Linked DNA regions of Oncorhynchus mykiss: region 2 is linked to region 1. A link is a contact called in public Hi-C data. All regions are on one chromosome and are shown on one strand. The core of a region is the stretch at or near the end of the contact, and the rest is flanking DNA. Distances in the headings are between cores, read along the strand shown. Region 1 holds the start of LOC110494766 (PRELI domain containing protein 3B). Region 2 holds the start of shmt2 (serine hydroxymethyltransferase, mitochondrial).

Region 1 (2,700 bases), core at 110-2,609:
GCACATTTTTAAAAGCTGTATTTAAAAGGGGAGTATAATGTTCTATTTGTTAATTATTTTGTGCCTCAGCAATTTTAGCAATGTATTCAGTGTGATATTGTGAACCATTTGTATTATATTATTAAAATTCTCCATTATAACAATAGTTATCTGTGTGCTTATTTTGTGTGGTTATTCCAAGTTCAAACATTATTGTCAAGGAACAATGTCCTAGGCCTGGTTTTAAAGCCCCAAAAACGCTACAACATACAGTAGCTAGAACTCAGTCAGTGAGGACAGTTGGCACATAATTCCCTCCCACTCCTCCCATCTGACAGAGAGAGATTACTTGTGACTGTCTCTGTCCAGCTTGATAAGACCATTTGACAAGGCAGAGGAATTCCCCTTTTTGTACAGTGATAATATGCTCAGATCAGGCTGAAAGACCCATGAACTGTGCCACCTGAAGACAGAGACTAATCTATGGACTAAAGGCCATGTAGCCTCAGTGGAGGCTGCTGAGGGGAGGACAGCTCATAATAATGGCTGGAATGGAGCAAACGGAATGGCATCAAACACATGGAAACCATGGAAACCATGGTGTTGATGTATTTGCTAACATTCCAACTATTCCTCTCCAGCCATTACCACGAGCCCGTTCTCCCCAATTAAGGTGCCGCCAACCAACCTCATGTGATAGGAATGTAGCTTAGAAGGAAATGATATAATCCATACCAGAGGATAATGACCTAGCATTCAGTCATCTCTGCAGTAGCTCTATACTCAGAGGACACCACATCCAAGACCATGTTTACTCAGGATCAAGGTTGGACACACATTGAGTGATTAGTTATGTAACCTCACTGAAGGGGATAAATGTAAACATTGTCCAGTTGCTTTTACTATACTGTGATCCTATGTGGAAAGTGGAATGGTCTAGAGGACGTGTCAAACACATCCCAAGGTGGGCCAAGTGTCTGCAGCGTTTTCCCTGCTCCCTTGTACTTGATCAATGAATTAAGGTCACTAATGAGTAAATAACTCCACTCACTGGTTGTCTAGGTCTTAATTGAAAGGAAAAACCGAAAACATGCAGACACTAGGTCCTCCATGGAAGGAGTTTGCCACCGCTGAGCTAGAGGATAGAGATCCTATTTAGGAGAGAAAGTAACTCATCGTTGAAAAACATTACTATTAACATGTGTTTATTTATTCAATGAATAAAAATGGATTCAACAGTAAGTCGACCTCATAGGACGTTATTCAAATTTGCGTTTGATATAAAGAACATGCACACGCCAACATGCCAAAACTTGTGCCTGCCAGAAGAACATCATGTCTAGTAGGCGCGTGCGTTTTGTTTTCCACTTGGTCTGTGCGTTGTCGACCGCTGTCAATCAACGCAGGGGAATGCGGCGGAAGTGCGCCACACAAACACATGTCCCATGACTGCGCGTCGTAGGTGGGGGGTGGGTTTGCGCTGGGTCTTTTCTGAACGTGGGCGGTTTTCCCAACAGTGTGACTGCAATCACCGGCGGATTCACTCCTAAACTCCCCATCTCACCGACCATGAAGATCTGGACATCGGAACACATTTTCAAGTGAGTAGCCAGATTTCTATCTATTCATTGATTTGTTCCTGTTGTTTCGCTTAGTATTCGATTTTGTCTTGAATTAACTGACGTAAGAATTCAACTTCACGATTTGTAACTTGGATCCCATGTGGATTTGGGTTTTAGTCAGCAAAAGTTAACTAGCTAGTTATTTCAATGACTGAGAATCCTGACCCTGGCAGTTTGTATCAGTTAAACAGCATCTGAATGTTTTAACTCAGCAGCTTCTAGCGGTCAGTTTCAGATTGCAGCGGAATTGCGTAACCAGCTCGTCGTAGTAGCAACCTTTCCCCTAGTAGTTGATGCGTCACACCGCAAACACATGGCTTCTGCCTCCTCCGATGCAACCTAGATTCTTCATCGAGAAAGAATCCATCCGTGGATACATTTAGGCTATTTTACAAGTCAAAGCACCAGTTTTAAAAAAAGGATGACACTCAGCTGCTATGTAGACAGAGTTGAATTAAACCAGTGAGGTTTTAGACTTTCATATCTGTTATCAGAGCATGTTACCCCATGTCCTGCTCACTGCATCGATGGATATTAATCAACTCGTAGAGGCTGTGGCACATAAATAGACGAATGTTCATAGCGCTAAACGGCACCTGTTTCATCCACACAAGTGTTTAAATAAATATACATATTGTTATGAATTGCACTTGTGATTTCAACTTCAGTGTTAAAGTGTGTGTGTGTGTGTGTTTTATTATCCATGTATTTCAGTGTCTGACTGCCATGTGGATATCAGTAAAAACGTGCGTAATATAAATTGAATGCTGATAGCAAACTCTTTCTCCCCTCCACAGCCATCCTTGGGAGACAGTCACCAAGGCTGCGATGCAGAAGTACCCCAACCCCATGAACCCCAGTGTGTTTGGGGTGGATGTGTTGGACCGTAGTGTGGACACACGGGGACGCCTGCACAGCAACAGGCTGCTGAGCGCTGAGTGGGGCCTGCCCTCCATCGTCAAGTCGGTAAGTGTTTGTTGTTATTTTTATAGAAATTCAAACACGCAGAGGTATACAGGCTCTAGATAGATCAGAATGAAAGACAGAACCTAACACAGTAGATTCTACTTTAGCAACATAATAGTAAGCAGTCTGAGTG
Region 2 (2,700 bases), core at 59-2,558, 480 kb after region 1:
TAGACTATGTGCCAACTGTAAAAGTACTACCTTGAGAAGGGTTAATATTTGTCGACTGTTCTTGCAGAAAAGCTGTATTTTTTGCACTTTGAGCTTTCAGATACTGCCCTGTCTAGGAAAATGCTTGAAGTTTGTAAAGAACGTTTGTGCAATACAAACTCCCTCTGAAAGGATCCCAAACATTGTAGTCATCAAAGTCCACAAACATTTTATCAATCAACTACTGTCAAATCGTGAAACATATTCACATCAGTTCAAATTGTTCATACATTCAAATAGGACTATATGTTTAAAAATGTTTGTTTTTTAAAAAAAAAATCTTCCCAGCTTAAAATAAGAAATATTTTCTTCCAAGTCCAAAACTACATGAATGTAGCTAGAAAAGTAGCAGTATAATTTGCCAACCAGCTGAAATGATGAAACCAGCTAGATTGTTGCATCACTCACCAGTTAAACAGTAACCATGTGAGGCTAAGTGTTTACATCTGACGAGTTTACTATCCATACCGTGTAACTACGCGTAACTAGGGTTAACTATATTACAGACAGTTACTTACATTAGAGGGGTAATCAATCACTCAAGGTTACAGTTAGTTCCTAATGTCAAACCAAACACGTGGGAAACTGGCCAAGCTACCTGGCATCTTTGTCCCCAGTGGTGCAGAGTGGTGCAAAGTAAGCGTGGGACTCTGGGAGGGAGATAGTGAAAGTTGATCTCTTACTAAAAACACATGTTGGGACCATCTCATTTTCCTATGATCACAAACCATGGAAACACATTTAAACGCGTGTACACAACCATTAAACAGACAACATTGTGTGTGTGTGTGTGTGTGGTCTCTCAGGAGTATAGCCTAGCTAACTACAGTAGTTAACCAGCCAGTCATGTCAGATAACATTAATGTGGGTAATTAGCTTAGCTACGTCGCTAACTAGTTGTACCTGCACCATACCAATCCAGCTACACTGTTCAGTAGCCTTTAAGCTAACCAGATAGCTAGCTATTATAATAATAATATACAGCTGCAAACGTGGCTGCTTTAGCTAGCCACCTGGCTGGTCATTGCATGCTATTTTGCTGTAATTTGATTTGAAGCTAGCGAGATGTATCATCGAGTAACGTTGGCGAAATTAATAAGTAGTCACTCACCCGTGCGATTTGCCTCAACGTCAACGACAGCATATTTGTACGATTTCAGAAGCACAACAACGGTCAATCTAACCACCTCACTCTCTAAAAGGGTCACGCTTAGAAAAGGCTGTTTTGAAGTTGATCAGTCAGTGGAAGAGGCGGATGCTTGCACTTTGCATTTTTACATCGCCGACAGGGTGTCTGGGATTTGTAGTTTCTATGCATTACACAAGAGTGACGTACTTTTTTCATGAGCGTTATCAGCCGTGAACCTTATAGAGTCCTATGAATATATACAATTCTAAATGTTTTGGTTGTTGTTATAAATGTGTGAACAACGATCAGTTAAATAATCTAAAACAAGAGCAGGTTTGCTCCGTTCTTTTGGAGGGCGTGTCATTTGTGTTATGTGATAATTTTTTGTCAAATATTACATGATTAAGATCCTTCTGTTTGTAAAACATGTTCAACTGAAATATCAATAACTAGGCTACATCAGACATGCACACTTACTGCCTTACATCCAAGGGCTCCTTCTTCCTTTGTAGACTATGTTTGCTTACCTAGCTTGTAACAATTCTTCAAAAAATAAATATGGTCTGAAAATACTGAACAACATGGCGCTATAGACTGAAGGGCTGGAGATACTGTTTGTCTAGTCAGGTTCACTTCAGTCCATAGGACCTGGACACAGGCTGTTCACCTTGGCTATGTGGATATGTACAGAGAATGCAATATCAACACACTGTCCTCGCTACGAAAGACAGTGTTGCATTATCTGTGTTCTTTTTTACTTGGCTGATTTATTATTGAACACACACACACACACACACACACACACACACACACACACACACACACACACACACACACACACACACACACACACAAAGGGTTTGAGACAGCGATAGACAGAGTGTGGGGGAGTGAGAGAGAGAGAGATATGGATAGATAGATAGATAGATAGATAGATAGATAGATAGATAGATAGATAGATAGATAGAGAGAGAGAGAGAGGGGGGGAGAGAGAGAGAAAGAGAGAGACACAGAGAGGGAGAGAGGGAGAGCCACACACAGAGAGAGAGAGAGAGAGAGAGAGAGAGAGAGAGAGAGAGAGAGAGAGAGAGAGAGAGAGACACAGAGAGAGAGAGAGAGAGAGAGAGAGAGAGAGAGAGAGCGAGAGAGAGAGAGAGAGAGACACAGAGAGAGAGAGAGAGAGAGAGAGAGAGAGAGAGAGAGACAAAGTCAAAGGAGTCAAGGTGATGTATCATAGCGTGGATCATAGCATGGATATCCTTCCCAAACACAACAGTGAGATGTGATAAAGAGGTGGTCTCCTGGTACGTAGAACTACATCAATCTCTGTATCCTGAACCACTCCACAAGATACATGAGTGTGTGTGTGTGTGTGTGTGTGTGTGTGTGTGTGTGTGTGTGTGTGTGTGTGTGTGTGTGTGTGTGTGTGCGTGCGTGCGTGTGTGCGTGGGTGCGTGTGTGTCCTGAGCAGATCCAGAAGATACATGGGTAGTAGAGCACCGGGACTTTCATTCCAGCTGAACATCATTGAT

The links. Hi-C and Micro-C count contacts between places; a contact is called where the count stands out from the background.
Region 2: a contact with region 1 is called in a Hi-C map of liver, with 2.5 times the contacts expected there. The contact joins the promoter of shmt2 here to the promoter of LOC110494766 in region 1. A contact is called at or near these places in 2 of 3 Hi-C or Micro-C datasets (blood and liver).

The regions. Positions count from the first base shown.
Region 1 is chr17:84,857,326-84,860,025 of USDA_OmykA_1.1, forward strand. It overlaps LOC110494766 (PRELI domain containing protein 3B), which reads left to right and starts at 1,360. Exons shown (of 6, transcript XM_021570097.2): 1 at 1,360-1,580; 2 at 2,399-2,567. The coding sequence starts at 1,549. LOC110494765 (tubulin beta-6 chain) reads left to right here. Exons shown (of 4, transcript XM_021570096.2): 4 at 1-144.
Region 2 is chr17:85,341,358-85,344,057 of USDA_OmykA_1.1, forward strand. shmt2 (serine hydroxymethyltransferase, mitochondrial) reads right to left here and starts at 1,309. Exons shown (of 13, transcript XM_036950835.1): 1 at 1,151-1,309. The coding sequence starts at 1,183.